Linked DNA regions of Mus musculus: all the other regions are linked to region 3. Evidence: chromatin contacts called from public HiChIP or PLAC-seq and capture Hi-C data. All regions are on one chromosome and are shown on one strand. The core of a region is the stretch at or near the end of the contact, and the rest is flanking DNA. Distances in the headings are between cores, read along the strand shown.

Region 1 (3,754 bases), core at 440-2,939, 1.1 Mb after region 3:
CCTTCATCCTCCTAGTTAGAGCTCCTACAGTGAAGCATGCAAGGACTTGGCAAGACACAAATGAGGTCACACATGTGATAACCTCAGATATCACCTGCCGCAAAAGTAACTTCTACAAGCATTTTTTTTCTAATTACTACTTAACAATCAGCCTTCAGGAATGCAAAATTATCTAATAATCCCATGAGAAATTAGACCAAGCACTTTCCACCTCTTCCTCCTAGGAAGGCTGTGAAGAAGACATTATTACTGCTATTTGTAAAATTATTTCCAATTTTTCAAAAAGATCACAAAGGACACTGAATTACCAAGGCAGCAAATGTTTTAGGCCAGTGGTTCTCAACCTGTGGCTCACAACCCCCTTGGGCTTCAATGACCCGTTCTCAGGGGGTCAACTAAGACCGTTTGGCTATCAAATAGTTATATTATAATCCATAACAGTAGCAAAATTGCAGTTATGAAGTAGCAACAGAAATAATTTCATGGTTGGGAGCCACCACAACATGAGGAACTGTTCTAAAGGGTGGTATCATTGAGAAGGTTGATGTTTAAACAGTAATCAAGTCTAACTCTATGCCCAAAATGTTAACTTGTTACCTCATGTTATTATCTCTTTTGTAAACTTATGAGCTACAGGAAACCCACTCAGATCCACCTCTCATGGACCAGATAGACTCCATCCGGATAAGTACATCTGCCTAAAATTCCCACTTATGACCTATTACAGACGGTGATTCCTCTGATTTTCAAATGTACATCTTAAGAAAAAAAATGTCTTTCTTCCAAACGTACTTAATCTCTATCTATAATAAATACGTATGTGTGTTTCAGCATCTTGTCAAGTCCAGGCGCTTGCTACATCTAGGACAGCTCCAGAGAAGCAGACTCCAGATGCTCCAGGACCTGTTCCCTCTGACCTGTCCTCAGATGGCTCCACAGACCCTGGACAGCAGGAAACAGCCAACTCTCCTAAGACTGGACAAGCATCCCCCATACCCATTCTTCTAGGTTCCCTAGAGACATGTTGCCCTCCCAAAGCCAGCTGGAAGTAGCCAGATATCACAACGACCCTATTCCTGCTTTGCCATCACTGCTCTTCCATTTTTTTTCTTTTTTAATTAAAACAAAATGGGGGAATGTTAGCATTCTGTCTAACACAGTTAACTATCTAACAGTTACCTGGCAACAACCAGGTAGGCCTGACCCACTATAAAAGGGGCTGCTTGCCCCTTCCTCCCTCTCTTTTTCTCTTGCTCTTTCCTTCTAGCTCCTACTCTGTCCCCTCACCCCTTCCCCATTCCATTCCTCCCTCTCTCCACATGGCCGGCCTCAACTCCTCCTCTACTTCTCTCTCTCTCTCTGCCTTCCTCTGCCTAGATACCCTGTATCTCTCTTTCTTCAATTAATTCTTTTGAAAGTAGTACAATTAATGTTCCTATTTTACAAATGAAAAATAAAGAAAAAGAAAATGAGAGTAAAACATTAGGTAACACAGCCAACATTACACATCTAGAACATGGTCACAATATCCTCATCTCATACAAAAAGGTAAATGAAAGCGAGGTCCTGGATTCTGACCTCTATGAACTCCCACCAGAGACAAAGGATCACGATTTACTGAGTACTCCTGCCTCGAGGTTCATCTCAAGTCTCTGAGCCAGCATGACTAAGAGAAATACTGAACTGCAGGAGCCTTGGAGGAGGGGGCAGAAGAAATGCTAATGCTTCTCATTAGCATTCCTATCCGATCTTCCTGCCACTTTCACTAGCAGCTGTTTTCAGTAGCCCTTTTCAACCCCTCTAGATAATTTAAAAAGGATATGATTTACTGTTAACAAAGAGGGATCAACTTTTCATGGGAAGCAAACCTTCATTTCACTCCTGTCCGCAAGAAGTTAGATATAATACAGACAAGGTAGTCACTCACCATACAGCGGCTACAAAGAAGAGAACCTACCAATCATGTATTTAGGCAAAACCCACAAGAAAGTAAGACTATCGCCTCCCAGTGCCTAATGGCTAGTAACTGATAGGATGCTCAGTTAGAACACTCACTGGCAGAATTAGTCAACTCTTAGCATCTTTGTGCAGATTAGGAAAATGAGCCTTGACTTGGTAAGCAGAACTAAGGTCGTCGTTGGAAGCCTAGTCCCACCAAGCCTCAATGCTACATACCAAGGACATGGTATATGTCCCATGGAGAGCTGGGTGGACCAGTCATTGCATAGGAAGGTCCTTTCAACATTTTAGAGACGCTTGATCAATATGGAGATGCATACTATTGTGGATCTTCAAAAAGAAAATCACAGGACTCAAAATTGAAGGTTCCTTTGCCAGCAAAGGATCCAATGGCACTCGATAGCTGCTGGAAGGAGAAAATTAGCTTTTGTTTTAATCATAGGTTCAACGCAGCATACGGTCAGTGCCATACTCAAGAGCAGTTGGGCAATACAGATTGGACTCAATGGTTTTCAAAAACAGAGAAAGAGAATGCAAAGTTGGGTGGGTAGGGAGTCAGGGGATCTGGGAGGAGTTAGAGAGGTGACTAAATCAATACCACATATGAAATTCTCAAATTATTAATAAAAAATAGTTTTTAAAAGAAGGTAGAAGCAAATTTTCTTCATAGGACAATTTTGTGGAAATCTACTATAGGAGGGATAACTAGTCAATAGAGCAAAGTTATTGGATTCTCTATATTCATGGCTGAAACAAGTATCTGTTTGCCTTTACTGGATGATGAAAAAAAGGCCAACTAGAACACATGAAAAGATAAGTAAAATGTAAGAATCTGCATGTATTCTTCAGAATGTTGATGTTCAAGTATGAGGCCCTGAATTAACTACTGACCAATTAATACAGAATTCATATATATATATACACACCCACACACATACGCACATACTCACATAGATACGCATACATACACACATGAACATGTGCATGTGCGCGCGCACACACATATGCACATGCACACACATGCACACATACACCCACACATACCTGCACACACATGCACACATACACACATACATACATACATACATACATACATACAATGCACACAATCATGCAAATACACATGTACACACATACACATGCACACATATACACACATGCACATACACACATACATACATGTGCACAAATGCGCTCACACACATGCACATAGACTCAAACACAGGCACACATACACACATACCCCCTCACACACAAATAAGATTCTGGGAAAAGAGGAAGACATCTTAATATGGATAATAAAATGCGACCACTGGGTCACATTGAGAAACAATGTGAAAGCCCAGCATCACGGCACAGTGGGCGGTGTGGCTATCGTGCTCATTATTCTCACACAACTCTGAAAGCATCACTAGCACAGCTACACGTGTTAGGACACTGAAATTTCAGAAGTGTGACATCACCAGGATCTCTTAAAGTGATGGGAATTAAGGTAACAGGCTAGCTCCAGGCTCTACAGAGTTGACAGGCATGCTATGCACAGTAGGTTAAATTAATGGACCCAAGCAACAGGGACAAGCACATGGGACACAGCAATGTCACTCTTCCTGTACACAGGGAGAGTAACGGCACGTTTATGGTAGGCATGGAACACCTGACAAATAACCCGAAACATTGAAGCTTAAACACTATGGAAATGTCAGCTCTACTAACTGGGCAATTCCTTGTTAACCAGAAAGCTTCATAACAAACAGAACCTAATGGACTTTCATGCTTGGCTCCACCTTCCCTCTTT
Region 2 (3,717 bases), core at 587-3,086, 1.7 Mb after region 3:
TGTGTATGGGTGTTCTGTGTCTATGTATATCTATATGCCACATGTGTGCCTGATTCCTGAAAACAGAAGAAGGCTTCTGATCCCTTGGGACTGGAGTTAAAGACAGCTAAGGGAACATGGATGCTACTTAATGTGGAACCTAGAAAGTGACTCTGGGACCTCTGGAAGAGCAGATGAGCCCTCTCTCCAGCCCTCAGGCATGTTTTTGTAGCATCACATATTGTCATTTGGAACCCATTGCTCCTTAAGTCAAGCAGTGAGTCCTTCCCTCTCACCTTGGTCTGACAGTATGGGAAACTGTCTCACCTGTAGCAAGCTTCCCCTATAGCTCTGAAGGTAAAACCTTATCTTTGCAATAAACACTGAAAGTTGTTTTCCTAGAAGAGAGACTTGCCAGATGCCCAAGTCAGAAGCGTGCGAATTGTTATCTCTAGGAGACATGGTCTATGAAAAACCAGCTAGTTTCTGGTTGGTTTCTCTCTCCAGTCACTTCACACTCATCTTCAGGACTGGTGCTGTGCTTGTGAGCTTAGAACAGAACAGTGCTTTCTGTGCACTTCCCGTTTGTCACAAGGAGGAGGAGGGAGGGAGGAGAGACAGAGAGACTGACATAGAGACAGAGGGAAAAACCCCGCATTTCAGAGTCAAAATTCAAAGGACTAGTTAGTTCATCAAGGGCATTCCTAAAGTACACGAGTTCTCCAAACTACTACTGTAGGTGGTGGAGAAAGCAGTGTCTGGCAACTTGTCTCACTTGCCACCACAGCCTTCATTCCTGCGAAGGCGTCAGTCGTTCTCCACCATCAGAGCTAAAGCCAGGGGAGTGAAAGACAAGCTTTGTCTTGTGTTCTTATGTAAGTAGTTCTGACCTCTGAGAGGGACTACCGGAATCTGGAAACTTGCGGTATTTAGAAACTGGGCAATCAGTTACATGAGCAATATAATGTGGTGAGTCCCGGGTCGAACCCGGAGCGCACCAAGAAAGTGTCCTTCCAGCAGCAGGCTGGTCCTCCGGGATGCCCCTGTTAAGTCTTCTCCCTGCCTTTCTGCCCATCGTTGTTTTCAGCCGCTTCCCAGGCAAAGCCTGGTGTCTTTCCTGTGTCTGAGTTGACGCAATTTTCGATTGTGCTTTCGAGCGTTTACGTTGGTTTGCATCATGGTTTTTGTTTGCGGGGGGTGGGGTGGGGTGGGGTGGAGGGGAAGCAATTCTTTTAATTTATTAGGGGACTTCCCTGAATGGCTGTCTTCTGTGTAATCGCATGTTGCCTCGAAGAGGGAAGTCGTATAAACACTTGTTTCTGGGCACTTTCAAAACTGAAAGCAAAGTTGAAGAAGGGTTGCTAGCCGATCCCTGATGTTTCCGATGGCAAGCCCCGCAGCAGCGGCCAGAAGCAGCGAAGGCAGTGATCCGATGCTCCCACTCCCAGCACATCCCCACGGCAGCAGGACCCTGAGGTCCCAGCCCGAGCGCGGGGATCTCTGTAGCGCGCGTTTGAACACAGCCGAATTGGGGGCAGCGGCGGCGGCGGAGGTGCGCGCTGCCCTTAAAAGGAGGCGGGCCGTACCACCGCGGCGCCTGCGGGGGGGTCCCGGCGAGCTCGGGCACCTCGAGGGGAGCCCAGCGCCGCGCACATCGCCCCCGAAGTGCGGGCGAACTGGGAGCCGGGACCCCGCAGCGGGCGGTGCGGACGCACCCCTTGGTCTCTGGTGACCCGACAGTGCCCCGGGGCGGCGGGCATCGCCGCTCCCTGGGCTCCAGGGAGGTGCGGCTCGCCCGGCTGCCCCCGGTGCCCGGATGTCCGTCAGGCTCGGCGCGAGCCGAGGCTCCGGGGGGCGGAGGCGGTGCTGAGGACACAGAGCTGAGGACGCGGCTGCCGAGAGCGCAGAGTCTGCGGGGCAGTATCGCCGACGGCTGCGGCCGACGCTGAGAGCGGCGCGGGCGAGAGAGCCTGCGGGGCGAGCGCGCAGATGGATTTGGGACGCCAGGCAGTGTGAGCCGAGCCATGGCAGCCCATTCCAGGTGAGGCTTGCGCAGGGGGCGTCTGGGACCCGGGAGTGGCCGCGGAGCCCGGGGCAAGGGCGGCGCGGGTGGGAGTGCCGGGGGGGGGGGGCGGGGACCGCAGGAAGCCAGCGGCTGGATCACTGCTATCTCATCCCTGAGTGTCGGGTAGAAAAGTGTGTGAACCGAGTGCAAAGGGACCGCCCGGAAAGTTAAGGTTAAAGATTCCGCTTCTGGCCCGAAGAACTGTTATTTTCGGAAAGTGAAGTTGGTTTCTCTCCTGCCGGAGCCTGGATTTTCACTGAGGTGCCTGTGCACAATCCTCCGGCTCTACTCGTTGCTGGTTTGGCGTCTTCCAAAGAAATTTGGAAGCGCACTTAATGGAAACGAGGATTCTCCCACGAGAGAGTGGTGGAGCCTGGTGAGTAATATAGTTTTTTTTTTTTTTTTTTTTTTTTTTTTTTTTTTTTCCTGCTAGAATGTACGATTCCACATAAAACGGCACAGTCAGAGTGAATCTGCTGAGTAGGCAAAGGCCGGAATGCGCTGGGTTGGTGAAGGGGAGCCTGGCTAATGACCCGCAGTTGCTGTCAGGGGAGTGCCCTGTACTGCAAGGACCGAGTCTTGCCTTCTCCCGGGTTTGAAGGTTTTGAAAGGAGCCTTAAAACTTGGCCGTACACCGGTGCCCAAGATTGAGGCTGTTGGGTGTCATCGCGCTTCGGTCTCTACAGCTGTTGGTTACGGAAAACAGGACCCGTCGAACCTTTTCAAAACTTATGCCAGAAGGCAGTGTGATTGCACAAGTTTACAATTATGGAAATGTTCTTTAGCCTTAATACTTGATTTAGGATAGTGATTTGGTAACATATCTGGACGCTGAGCTGAGGTAATTTTAGTAATTTTAGGTCTAAAGATCATGGAGAACAGTAGATTTGTAAACGTTAGAGACTGAGTAGATAGAACTTGAATTTTTCTAAGAGATAAAACTTCCTAGAAGGAACTTCTCTAAACAGAAAACCTTCTAAGTGTGTCTTACTTTAAAAACAAGTTTAATCCTCTCAACTTGGCTTAGTTGTGTCTTCATCTTATTGAGTGTTGGAAGGAAGGGGTTCCTAACGGGACAGAGGAGTAGGGGAACAGAAGTTGCACCTCAAACTTCTGCTAAATCTTAACTAAAAAGCAACCGTTAGCTTTTAGCACAAACAGAACCTGTAGATTTTCATATTACAGTGACTGCAGATGTCTTCAATCTCTAACGTTTCCCATTTGCTTGAAATTAAGGAACTGTTTGTCGTTCATGGCTAGTAATTAAAATATGTTATAGCTGGATATGGTTGCCCATGCCTTTAATCCCAGCACTTGCCTTTAATCCCAGCACTCAGAAGGCAGAGGCAGGAGGATCTCTGAGTTCTGGGGAAAGCCTTGCTCACCTTTTAATCCCAGCATTCAGAAGGCAGAGGCAGGGCGATCTCTGTGAGTTCTGGGGAAAGCCTGGTCTACAAGGAGAGTTCCAGGACAGCCAGAGCTGTTGTTTGTTACACAGAGAAACAGTCTCAACACCACCAAACCAAACTATTATGTCCTTACCTTGTCAATGGTGTATTTTAGTAGATACTCTTCTAGATCATTTGTTTCCTTTGTATTACATAATTTACTTGTGAAAGTATCCTTATGTATCACGCTGCCTCAGGATCCCTTGGCATACAGCCCGAGATTAA
Region 3 (4,033 bases), core at 1,215-3,714:
ATGCAGGTTCACTTCCAGAGCTGCCACATTCGTAGGCCCCCAGCCCTTTCTCACATCCTCCTAGAAATTCCGCAAGGAAGCAAGTGCATTGCAGAGCTTAGTTCTGTCTGGGAGCACCAGCTCCCCAGTGAAAATGGGAAATGTCAGCACTCTGGGCAGTCTCGTGATGCCAAAGGGTGGTCACTGATTAACTCAGGGTTGATCTTACCCTGAACCCGCACTTTACAGAAAAGAATGGCAACCTGGACAGGCATCCTGCTGTGAGAGTCTCCTCCTCCCCGCTCCTAGCTCTGTTACATTGTTACATTGTTGCTATCTGTTCCTCCTTCACTACCCTAACCCTGTTCAGAGCTAAGTCATTAGAAGCAAACTTCTGGAGGGTTTGGTTGGTTGGTTGGTTGGTTGGTTGGTTTTTTTGTTGTTAGCTTGTTTTGTTTTGTTTTGTTTTGTTTGTTTGTTCACTTGTTTTCTGCAGGCTCTACTCTAGTCTCTGTCTCAACCATTCCAAAGACTAGGACCAATTTGACTTTCAATTACCAGTCCTAAACCTAAAGAGTGGTTGCAAGCCATAACCCAGAGCCCATGATATAGAAAAAGCTAGCTAGTGGCCACTATAGAGACACTCCATGTGTCCTCACCTGATTTCCCAAGAACAAGAAGCTGACTGCACCATTCTCGCTGGTTTGCCTCTGGCATGGCGTACCAAGGAGGCCCCCTTAGCACCTGCACTTGGCTACATTGGCTGTAACACACATCCCTCAGTCTGACCCATCCTGTGTACCACCAGCCATCTCACCAGCTATGAAACTTTGGCCAAAAACAAATAAATTGAAGTTGTCATGAAAAGAAAACATGCAAAATTTAGAAATACAACAACTAGATAAACAGAAAGGAAAAGAAAACATTCTAAATGGTGTGAAACTGAAATTCTTCATGATTAAAACAATGACATGATACAAGAGGGATTGCTGGGTGTTTCCAGGACAAGTTATATTATTTTTCAACCACTAGACTATAGCTTATAAATAAAGAGGGGAAAAAAGTGGTGTGTGTGTGTGTGTGTGTGTGTGTGAGAGAGAGAGAGAATATAACTACATTACATTTTGTAAAAAAAAAGATTCTACTGTTGAATATTGAGATGACGGTCTGATATCTAAGTTTTAGCAGAAATCATGACACAGAACCGACAAGGTAAACGTGATAAGATAATGTACACACAGAAATCAATGTCTCTGTGCATCAATGCTGACGTCTTTTTATTGCAGCATGGTGGCTCACTCCTTTCATCCCAGCACTCTGGAGGCAGAGATAGGGTCTCTGTGAGCTTGAGACCAGCCTGGTCTACATAGAGAATTCATTCCAGGCCAGTACGCTACATAGTGAGAGCCTGTGTCAAATAAATAAAATAAAACAAATATATGAATAAATAACTAAAACTCATTAGACTTCTAAGCCCACGAGTACCTTTAAATGGAATTCCCACCATTTTTATCAAAATTCTATTTTCTCACAAGAATAGTCCTGCTGTAGTTGTTCTGGTCCCTGGCTTTCTTTATTAGCATGATACCCATCTAAAGAACCAACAGGAAATGAGGTCCTCTACGGTATAAGCAATAAATACCAAGTAGCCAAGATTTGGAGAGGAAAGTATGTGTATTTGCCCGAGGCCCCGAGAGGCCAGAGCTGTGGGACAAGTGTAACAAGCTGAATCCAGAACTCCAAACAGCAGTGAGGCAGGAAGCCAAGGACATTTGGGAGCAGAGGCTGCTGTGCGCTAATTCTTCATAATCTAAATGGGCAGACAGGGCTCGCACTCGTGTGTGGAACAGCATCCAATGGACTTTAGAGTTTCAGCATATTAAGTGGTCTCTTAATAAACACGGGTGGTAGTAAAGGTGTGTCACCCACTCACCCTGCCCTCAGGGAGAACCCTGCGCTCACATGTGCAGTACAGACAGGAGCCGACTGCTATGGACCCACAGGCACACTATACAACGCCCCTCATACACACACTTGCTATTTACACTCACCCTTTCCTCAAGCAGTTCATTTGATTTTATATTCCCATAATGTTTCCCTGTGCAAAGCAGATGAAGTCCAGGGACAATGTAGAGTGTTTGACCTAGCATGGCCACGTCCAGGACCCCAGTGCCTTCCCGGGTCAAGATGAGGGAAACTTTTGTTCCCCTGGCCTGAGCAAATGCTGACAAATGTCAGTGTGTGGAGAGTTTCAACCGCAGCTTCCTTTTCCCTGATGCTTCCAGCCAGAGACTGGTCCCCTGCAGAGACCTCCCACAGAGACCTGGGGGGGGGGGGCCTCCTCCCAGAGAGGGACCTTGTCTAGTGCATTTTTACTACTTATGTGTATGGGTAGGGCCTCCCTGAGGGAAGCCAAAGCAGGCACTGAAGCAGAGACTCTTCCATAGAGGCCTGCTGCTTACTGGCCTGTTCTTAGCTTGCTCGACCCAGTTTCTCATTAGACTCTGGACCAACAAAGGTGACATCATCTTTGGTTGGCTGGGCCTTTCACATCAAACATTTATCAAAAATCTGTCCCACAGACTTGCCGAAACTAACCATCAGGAGGAGAAAATATTCAAAAAGGGGGAGGGGGGGACCTGGGTCATCAACTCACCCCATAGACTGCTTGGGAGGAACCCAGGAACAATTAGATGCAGGGGTGTAAACAATGTTTCCATTACAATTGTGCTTCCTAAAGGAGAGCTGCTTCTCAGACACGTGACTCAGAATATGCAAAATGACAAGTATACTCTGGGGTAAAGTCTGGCTAAACTGGTCATCAACCAGACTACCAAGAAGAGAGGCTAGAGTACAGATCTCCTTCCTTTAACAATAATCAATAATTAATAATCATAATCACAATAATGGAAATATCCCTTATGGAATTTTCCTCCTGTGTGTCAAGCCTTACGGCTGATCCCCAGCAGAGGGAAGAGAAAACTAGTAAAGATGAGAAGAAGTCAAAATATATGAAAATCCACAGAGAGGAAGTCAGGATCTTTCTTTAAAGATACACAGCTCGCCTCCAAGCAACTGATTCCAAGCAAGGCGCCCTCTTCAATGCAAAGGATAGCGTGACTACAGCCCTGTCACAGCACATGGGTACATGCCAGTGACCGACCTCATGGCTTGAAGCACTCTCCGTAGCAGCCATGCCTTCCCCAGCCTCCCCATCTCCTTCTGAGAGGCTCTAGAACACCTATGCCAGCCCAGCATGCTTATGTAACCCAAGACAAGCTGGGCGTAGCTGATCTTATTTATTTACTCCGTGAGTCAGATGTTAATCTGGGTGTCTGTGGAGAAGGAGGTGGGGAACACAGTGGATATTATGAGACAATTCCCATTAACACTGTTGCACAACTAACTACTAATCCAAATTTTTCTTTCCCGAGTAGGTTTTGAGGATATACTTCAGCTAGACTAGGTACCCTGTGGATCCACTGTGACTGACCCGAGGCAGACCACCCCATCACACAGAAAGAAAGCATCAGCCCTCTCCTAAATCCTGTCACCTGCTGCTCCCCCACTGTCCTTAAGCAATCCTACATTCCATAATATCCCCCAAATTCTTTCAGTGCTATTCTACTTTTAAAACGAAAAGAAATGCAAAGAGATGTTCCAAACACTAGAACTTCCAAAATTAAAAAGGGGAAGAAAAAAAAAATAAGAAACAAACCAGCAATGTTTTCATTTTGACCAAAGATATGTCACCTAATTTATTCTTCAGTTAACATATTAAAAGAAATTCTCAAAGCACATCTGTCATGTATCCAATAAACTATGTTACCTTTAAAGGTATAAGCTGAAACTATGTATCTGTAGGTTCGGATTCCATGGATTCAACCAATCCTGGCTGGAAAGCACATAAGGGAGGGTGGGGCTGGGGCTCAGCATGCGGTTTTGAGGTAGAATGTCTCCCTAGACATGGGAGCCCTGGGATTCAATACCTGTCACTACAAACTACAAAGGTATCTACACTGAACACTAGAAACTTTCCTTCTCTTGTAATTCT

The links. HiChIP or PLAC-seq counts read pairs in DNA pulled down with a chosen protein or histone mark. Capture Hi-C pulls out chosen DNA fragments and counts their contacts.
Region 1: a contact with region 3 is called in a capture Hi-C map of embryonic stem cells, with 2.4 times the contacts expected there. The contact joins two enhancer-like sites. A contact is called at or near these places in 1 of 115 datasets of contacts at active chromatin or transcription factors (embryonic stem cells) and 1 of 9 other capture datasets (embryonic stem cells).
Region 2: an H3K27ac HiChIP or PLAC-seq map of embryonic stem cells shows a contact between it and region 3, with 6 times the contacts expected there. The contact joins the promoter of Aff1 here to the enhancer-like site in region 3. A contact is called at or near these places in 4 of 115 datasets of contacts at active chromatin or transcription factors (embryonic forebrain, embryonic stem cells, extraembryonic endoderm stem cells and 1 more) and 1 of 9 other capture datasets (embryonic stem cells).

Annotation. Positions count from the first base shown.
Region 1 is chr5:103,190,097-103,193,850 of GRCm38.p6, forward strand. The region is part of intron 2 of Mapk10 (mitogen-activated protein kinase 10); the gene reads right to left. Among named protein-coding and RNA genes, the nearest start is that of Mapk10, 19 kb to the right of the region's middle. Within about 2 kb of position 1,690, at least 29 of the 459 cell types and tissues checked have an H3K27ac peak or open chromatin away from gene starts, as enhancers often do. A contact at or near this core is called in embryonic stem cells, where this site is marked.
Region 2 is chr5:103,752,326-103,756,042 of GRCm38.p6, forward strand. Aff1 (AF4/FMR2 family, member 1) reads left to right here and starts at 1,837. Exons shown (of 20, transcript NM_133919.4): 1 at 1,837-2,020. The coding sequence starts at 2,004.
Region 3 is chr5:102,052,942-102,056,974 of GRCm38.p6, forward strand. All of the region lies in intron 1 of Wdfy3 (WD repeat and FYVE domain containing 3), which reads right to left. Among named protein-coding and RNA genes, the nearest start is that of Wdfy3, 15 kb to the right of the region's middle. Within about 2 kb of position 2,465, at least 106 of the 459 cell types and tissues checked have an H3K27ac peak or open chromatin away from gene starts, as enhancers often do. A contact at or near this core is called in embryonic stem cells and pancreatic cancer cells, where this site is marked.